3 separate regions of the Zea mays genome follow, and all the other regions are linked to region 2. Evidence: chromatin contacts called from public Hi-C data. All regions are on one chromosome and are shown on one strand. The core of a region is the stretch at or near the end of the contact, and the rest is flanking DNA. Distances in the headings are between cores, read along the strand shown. Region 1 holds the start of LOC100502385 (Phosphoglycerate mutase-like protein). Region 2 holds the start of LOC100383473 (putative protein of unknown function (DUF594) domain family protein). Region 3 holds the start of LOC100383623.

Region 1 (2,700 bases), core at 142-2,641, 130 kb after region 2:
GATGCTTACCAGCGAAAAATCAATGGCAGGGAAGAGAGCACGGTACTCTGTGATGCTCCTCCTCTTGTCACAAGGATGGACACCCTGCATTGAAGCGCGCGGTAATGGTGATCAAACCAAAAAAAAGACCTTACAAGTGTGTTCTTCAGCAAAAAATGGAAAAAAAAGGAAGTACTCGTACGTACCAAGCGCTCCCTGCAGGCCTCAACAGCAAGAAATGGTGGGCAGTTCAAACTTGAAACTGCCGGACGTCCAGCATTCTCCACCATCAGTGGAGGCACACTCACACCATTACTGCAGCTTTCGCCACCAAAAACTCCCACTGCAGTCTGCATGGTCCTTTAGAACATAGCGAAATATAGGGAGGGCCTTTTAGTTCATACGACAGCTGCAATAATGCACTCTCAATCAAAGAAGAGGGTGGTGGGTCCATCTCTGTTGTCTTGGATGCTCTAGTTCTGACAATAACGTACTCAAAGCATATCCTAGTAGCTGATATTTTGTCCCTTTTCTTCTAAGAAGGAATAAATTAAAATTAAAAAAAAACACACACACACACAACTGCAGCAGTGAAGAACACCACCGCATCTGTGAAGCATTGCAAGGACGCAGAAAAGGTCATGCAAGACTGTACCTCGACAAAGGAGAACAAATAACCAGCTCAATCTTTTCTGCAAGCCCAGATTCCTTCACATGCTCTCGCAGGAGGTCAACCTGTATTTTTCATTATTTTAATAAGTAGATCTCTCTCCAACGAAACATGGAAGCAGAGAAAAGAATCATATAGAGCCATCGAAGCTGATATTTTAATTTGGTCAAAACTAATTATATGCAGGACCAAGGAAATGAAAGGGTAGCTAGCTTTACCTGGTTCCAGCCCAAGGGAGTGATGCTCGCGTCGAAGAAGTCGGGTTTCATGTAGGCGCTGTGATCCGTGTCGCCTTCCACGTTGTGGACACCTTGGGCATGCCTCACCTGCGTAATGTGATGGTGATGTTCATGTACATGCGAAAATAAGCAGCAAGTGGGTAGCAGTATATATGCTAAAAAATTGTTGTGTGTGTGTGAGAGAGAGAGGATGCATATGCATGCGAAGAGGAGCAAATCAGGCAGGCAGGGTAAGATGTAGGAACCAGGTGTATGGTTTTGCATCGGTGCAGAGGGTAGATGGCAGTGGCAGCAGCGGCGGCGCCGGCCTCCATTATCTCTGAGAAGAAATCAAAACATCAGGTGTAAGTGGGTAGCAGTATAGGATTGGAGAAGAGGATTGAGTCACCGACGCACGGTATTAGCAGCGGCGGCGGCGGGGAGATCGATGAGGGAGGCGTGATGGCTGACGCTGCCTCAGAGATTGATGGGGCTGACCGGTGGTAGGTGGCCGGCCGGGGATCGGATCGGAATGGGCGGCCGGAAGGTGTGAGGCGAAGGTGATGATAAATGATAACCAGCCGCCGCAACTCCACTTGGGAATCTGCATGGATGCATTGATGCCTGTACAAAAAAAAAAGTCTTTTTTTTCTTGGCTGCCGACCGTGCCACACCGGTACGGCCCGATGCTTCAGGTTAACTTTTTTTAGTTAACACGACACTGAATAATTTTGGGTTAAACCATATCGTGTCCAAATATTAAAAGCTAGATTCAACTCGGCTTTAAAGCATGACAGGTAATGCTCATGCCGTGTCGCTACAAGCAAGACACGAGTAAAAAACTTATATGTATCTAAAAATACATCTTTAAATATTTCTAATTTTGTTATACATTAAAAAATCATACGAGAAAAAGAACCTTTAAAAATAAATTGATATAACTAGACACGTGACTCAAAACTATTACGATAAATATAAGTATCAATGTTTTATATAACTTTTATGATGAGATCAACATTGTTGGAGCAGTAAATAACCATTTAAACATTAGTTTTCACTTCGTGTCGTGCTGATCTAAGCACGGCTCATCTAATCGTGTCGTGCTATGTCCCTCGTCGTGTCTAAGTTTGAGGCACAATACGACATGGTTATTCAGGTCGCGCCGGTTCAATCCGTTTTCGTGTCGGATCCTGCTTCGGGCTTTTATTTTCAGGTCGTGTCTATGCAACTTTAAGTGGTCTGGCCCAAACTTTGAGATCTATTCTAAAACTACATGTCTAAGGTTTTTAATGGGAAATAGGAATCCTAGGTTTTTACTGTATGAAATATGAATCCTTGACATTCTATTTTTTAGAGGGTGTTTGATTTCCGTTTTATGTGTGTCACATCGAATATTTAGATATCAATTATGAATATTTAATATAGACATAATAAACTTTTCTCACAAATTAGTATTCATCTATGTAATTAATTTTTATAATTAGACTATATACTTAATACTCATAATTGTCGTTTAAATATTCAATGTGACAAAGACTAAAGTTTAATTTGGTAGAACCAAGCACCCTTTTATAACATAGCAACTTTAGATTTATCAGAATTATTAGGGCATTTATAACCGACATAAATTATTCATATTTTAAGGAGTATTTAAAGACATACGTGCAAAAAGACACAAGAAACATATTTTGATGGAGGAACGTCTCTGGCATCATTCTCTAGTCTAAGATACACTTCCACCCATAGATATGTCTTGAGGGTTTAGTGAATAAAATACAATATTTGAATATACTGGATTATATGAACGAGTTTCTCAGGTATATCTAGTGCTTA
Region 2 (2,700 bases), core at 12-2,511:
ATATTTCTCATCTTTAAAGAGTAGTAAAAAATCTTCCAAAACCAAGACGTGATAGCGGTGCCATACGCGGAAGGGCTTCTGCCAGAACTCCGTCAAACACGATGTCACCTGCGATGGCAACCTTATCAACGCCAGGTTCTTCAATAGAACATGCTGCTCAGCAATCTGACTGGTGGATACAAACTAGACACGCGACTTAGAGATACAAACTAACATAGAGATACAAACTAGACGCGCGACATAGGGCCACGACCCCCCATACGCTCTCCACCGCCAGCCTCCTCGGCTACACCACCGGCACCGCCAAGGGTGGCGCGCCGTGTGCACGCGTTGCCGCTTACAAGTGGAGTGCGTCGTCGCCGACGTCCTCGCTAGTTTCGAGTTCGTCATCTATATCGACGTCGTCTACCTAATTTCTTCTCTACTACTATAATAGCTATAATATGAGAGTTTATATAAAAAATAAGATGAAATTATGTATAAGTGAGTGTTTAAACCTTGATTGTTGGTTTCACATTCACACCCACATTGTTGGTTTCACATTCACACCCACCTAATCAATAAAAAACAAATATTTATGCTTTATTAAAATAGAATTTATCCTATGTCATATATATACCATAGCAATGCACGGGTATATGACTAGTCCACCATTATTCTACAGTTTGATTAATTTGGGAGAGCTCGCGAGCCGAAACGAGCCGGCTCGACTCGGTTCACTAGACCAACGAGCTTGAAAATCTAGCTCGGCTTACAAGTCAAACCATCGTGAGCTTCATATACTTTAGCTTTTTTTTACTTTACGAGTCTCGAGAGCCCTAGCCGCCGCAGCCTAAACAGCTAGTTTAAGTCGAGGCGAATATCTATTATCGAAGTGATTTTGTAGGCTTCGCTCTTTGCACATCTCACGAAGTGATGCTTCTATCCTCAACAAAGTATTTTCTGTAGATAATAAAGAAATCCTTAATTAACTTTGAAGCATCGAGAACTGCATTTATCTGAAGTCGAAAAGAGGACGAAGAGTTAAAGTTGACATCCTTGCCCAGGAAGGAGGTTCTAGTTTGATGATAAAATGCTAGGCAGAGGGAGAACCACGTGGCGAATAATAGTACAGTAAGTACAAAAAAAAAGACTTTCATGTTTTTGCAAACCATTGAAAATCGAGGAAATATATAATAACAACAACAATAACAATAATTGGTTGAAAAAAAAGAAGGGCGTTTCCGTTGTGCGCGTGCAGCTGCCACCTCCACCTTTTCTCGTTCTGTCGCCGCCTCCACTTCCACCATCCCAGGCCCTCTATCGTCCCTCAGTCCGCTGCCGGTGCCGGTGCCGCATCGGGTAGTTCAGCGGCGGCGGCGCTGCTGATCAGGTGGTGCCCAGGCCGTCCACGGACCGAGCCCTCTCGTCCTCGTCCGACGCGAGGGCAATCACCCACCCGGGACGCCTTCCGAAGCGGCATCCCTCCTCTGGCCAACGTCCCAGCAACGAGTGAGCATCCACCCGACTTAGATTAGCAGATTCGTTTCCTCTGGTTCCTTCATGGACGCATGCTGAAATGGATTGCTAATTAATGCTATTGTGGGTTGTTCATTACTGATTGATGAGTACTATACATTACCTGACATGCCGTCACACCACAAACTTCCTTGCTTTACTCAATTACTCAGTGTACAATTGGCGCATCAAAATTAAAAATGGACTTGCTGCTGTGATTTATTCATGCTTGGATCGATTCAGGTGGCACAAGTACTAACTTTTTTTAGCAGTTCAATGGGCACATCCATTCCATGCAACCGGCAACCCTTTTCATTTTCCTTCGTCATCATGTGCTAATCCATAACAAAGCATTGCAGATCATGCTTTATTTCTCTGGAGTAATTAGCTTTTTTTAGGAATGGTAATTAACCGTTTTAAAGAGAAATACTTCTTCGTTTATACCCTGCTTTGCATATGTCTCCATGAGCACAAGTATAACAATGGCGCCATATCAACTGTACAGAGCTCACTGATGCGATATGGAACAACTGCTTCCTAGACAAGCTCGCCTTCAGGTATCGAAGTCGAACCAAAGGAGGTTGAAGCCATGGCCCTCATCGTAGCTGCAGCTGGAGGAAACCTTCTTGTCAGAAAGTTGGTCAATTTAACTCCCTCGCAAGTAATCACCTATGTTCTTTGCCCCTTTACTCTCTTTTTTTGTTGCCATTCCTGCCCTTCTGTATATTATTGCCAGTTAGATTATGATCCCTGGAGCTAATCCTCTCAGCTCATTTGCATGCAATAAGCTATCGGCATCCATTATTAATGTCTTATGATCATATAGTCCATCCTGTTGCCCATTCGGTCCTTTGCATACATTCCATGCACACGACACAGACACACATATCTAGTTGCTAATATTGCTGTTTCCTTGCCATGTTACTGTATGTAGACATGATGAGGAGCGAAGTAATTGAGGCTGGAAAGCTAGTGAACCTGTGGAATGAATGGGGGCTACAGATCCTGGTCATTGCAAGCTTCGGGTTACAAGTATTCCTCCTCGTTTTCGGAGGAGTCCGCCGTCATAGCAACTCCACTGCCCTGACGTTCTTCCTCTGGTCGGCATACCTACTGGCCGATTCCACAGCGATATACACCCTGGGCCACCTATCTGTTGACAGTATGTCAGACGAGCACCAGCTGGTGGCATTCTGGGCGCCG
Region 3 (2,700 bases), core at 197-2,696, 180 kb before region 2:
CTCTCATCTGATGTTGGCATGTTACTGTTATATTAGACTACAAAACCAACATTCTTGAGTTGAAATGTAAGAACTTTTGAGTCCTATGTCCAGTACAAGCAGCAGTCAGTATTCATTGTGTTGTGCCTCAGATAGAAAAAACAAAGAAAAGGTACCGGTTTTTTCAGTCGATTCAGACAGCATATAACAGGAAAAGGTGACCCTAAATTAGACAGCAGACTCCCTTTGCAATCGGAAAGAATTCCAGAGGCTGAATGCAATCGTGTTGGATAAGGGCAACCGCAAAACATTAAGGTACCCATAAATATTGGCACTAGTAGGAATGTATTCATCATCAAATTAAGATGGGACCTTCAATTCAACAGGTGATGGGGTGACTGGCCGACTGTGGAGGGGGAAGATTGGAGAAGAAGAAGATGAGCAAGGAAGGAAGGAATGGAAGCAGTACCTGACTTGGCGCAGACGTTTGAAGAGGTCGAGGGAGTAGACGCCCTCCTCGTCGGCGAAATAGACAATGGCGTCGATGCGGTGGTTCTCGAGGAGCTCGAGCGCGGCGTTCATCTGGTGCGGGCGGAAGCGGAGCGCGTCGTCGGAGGCGGAGGCGGATGCGTTGAGCTTGTCGCAGCAGCCGACGTAGCGGTGCATGACGGTGGTCCCCCGCAGCGCGGCGGCGGCCTCGGGCGTGGGGTCGCCGGCCTCGACGACGAGCCAGAGCAGGGGCGGGTGGACGAGGCGCAGCGTGTGGCCCAGCCGGCTGAGGTAGTACGCCTGCGCGGCGCGCGCGCGCGTGGGCGTGACGACGACGAGCAGCTTGCTGTTGCTTTCGTCGTCGTCGTCGTCGTGGTGGTGGTGGTGGTGGTTGTTAAGGCGGTCGATGGGGAGCTGGTGGCGTGGGATGACGGCGGGGCTGGAGGACGCCGGGCGGAGGTGCGGGGTCTGGTGGGGGAGGTGGGAGAGGAAGTGGAGGAGGCCGAGGAAGGAGCCGAGGAGGAAGAAGGCGGCGAAGCGCGGGAGCGGGCGGCGCGTGAAGAAGAGGAAGGGGTGCGGGTGGTGGAGGTGGTGGTGGGTGCGTGGGGAGGAGGATGTCGAGGAGTGGCGGAGCGGCGAGGAGGGCGGGGAGGACGTGGCGAAGGGGTGGTGGTGGCGCAGCAGGTGCTGCTTGGCGGGCGAGTGCGGCCGGCGGATCGACGCCATTATTGTTGTTGGCTGATGAGGGTCCGGCGGCGGAGGGTGGTGGTGGGAGGGGGAGGAGGGATCAGCAACAAGTAGTAGAAGTAGAGATGGAGTAATCCTGGCGCGAATGGCGGGGGAATGGATGTTGAAGTCAGCAGGAGTTGGGCTGCGGTCGGAGTCGGACGAACGGAGGTGGAGCAGAGAGAGAGAGAGGAGGAGGTTCGGTCGGGGTTGGTGACGTGGGTTTAGATGCGAGGAAGTGGGAACAGGTCTGCTTCCTTTGCTCGGCCAGAGGAGGTCGCCGTGGACCAAGAGCAAGCAAGCAAGGAAGAGGAGAAGAAGCTGCAGAGCAGAGGACGCGTGACGTCACACAGCTCATAGATCCTCCAGCGCCAGCGAGTAGTTATTATTACAGCTAGCAAATAATTAAGGTCATTGCACGCGTTGGTTTGACCATTGTTCAACTAGTTAATTAATAAGGTCATTATATTCCTTTATTTGATTTGGTATATCAACGAGAAACCAACGACGCCAGCACAGTACAATGCATACATGGTGACAGATTTGGAAGACAAAAAATCTAAACAGGTCAGAATCTTGGAGCCTGCTGTGTGGTGGTAGCAACTAGCAAAGGCGAGAACCGAAACCTAGAAGGAATTTAATTGGAGAGACTGATCCGACCAGCTGGTTGCAAGTGTGACTGTGTGAGAGCATCTCCAACAACAAACTCTAAAATAGAGTCCTAAAATTTGAAATAGGACCATATTTAGAATGTTTAGGGTCTCAAAAGAAATGTTTACTCCAATAGTCAGGCCTTAAATAATGCTATTTAGGAAATAAATCATGATATTAGGAAATAAATGGTTGGAGATTAAGTGGAAATGAGGATAGGGCTCCAGTATATGGGTACTATATTTAGGACCCGAGAGACCGAGCCCTATAACCATTTGATGAAATTTTATAAAATAGGGCCGCTGTTGGAAGAATGTTTTATGGTTTTGAGCCCTATATTTAAAATAGGACCATGTTTAGAGCCTCTCTTGGAGATGCTCTGACAGCTCTTCCTAGCGTGTTTAGGTGGCGTGGGGCAACGACACGATACGTCCGCGTCGTCGGGCTGCACCGACGAAACAACACGGCTTCCTTGCTTGTAAAAATCCGGTGGTCTTTTTTATTAGTATGAATGGAGATCAAGAAAAATGTGTGTTATATACACAAATCCTCTCAGCAGCAGGTGGGGAACCGAATGATATATATAGACAGATAGTTTGCTGCACTCTAAAGTCCAAAGTCGGATGCAAAGCCGCAAAGTTGAGGCTGAACTGATGAGACGGACTTGGGTTCGGTGCCGCCCTACCTAGACAAAACAGATGCATATGCTTATGATTGAGGGGTTCTAATTTGAATTTATGACATATTTGAATTTGAATCCAAAAGAGAAAATAAAAAGAAAAAGGAAAACAGAATTCGAAAGAAAAAGAAAAAGCAAAAGGCCGCTCACGCCACGCTCGCCCACCCCTCTCTCTG

What was found. A called contact is a pair of places that touch in the nucleus more often than the background predicts.
Region 1: a contact with region 2 is called in a Hi-C map of tassel, with 3 times the contacts expected there. The contact joins the promoter of LOC100502385 here to the promoter of LOC100383473 in region 2. A contact is called at or near these places in 2 of 25 Hi-C or Micro-C datasets (ear and tassel).
Region 3: a Hi-C map of leaf shows a contact between it and region 2, with 4 times the contacts expected there. The contact joins the promoter of LOC100383623 here to the promoter of LOC100383473 in region 2. A contact is called at or near these places in 2 of 25 Hi-C or Micro-C datasets (ear and leaf).

What each region holds. Positions count from the first base shown.
Region 1 is chr10:97,674,660-97,677,359 of Zm-B73-REFERENCE-NAM-5.0, forward strand. LOC100502385 (Phosphoglycerate mutase-like protein) reads right to left here and starts at 1,392. Exons shown (of 10, transcript NM_001196863.1): 1 at 1,285-1,392; 2 at 1,134-1,207; 3 at 868-975; 4 at 635-714; 5 at 186-339; 6 at 10-84. The coding sequence starts at 1,202.
Region 2 is chr10:97,546,053-97,548,752 of Zm-B73-REFERENCE-NAM-5.0, forward strand. LOC100383473 (putative protein of unknown function (DUF594) domain family protein) reads left to right here and starts at 1,262. Exons shown (of 4, transcript NM_001176121.1): 1 at 1,262-1,491; 2 at 2,003-2,158; 3 at 2,432-2,700. The coding sequence starts at 2,434.
Region 3 is chr10:97,366,183-97,368,882 of Zm-B73-REFERENCE-NAM-5.0, forward strand. It overlaps LOC100383623, which reads right to left and starts at 1,447. Exons shown (of 4, transcript NM_001366825.1): 1 at 449-1,447. The coding sequence starts at 1,194.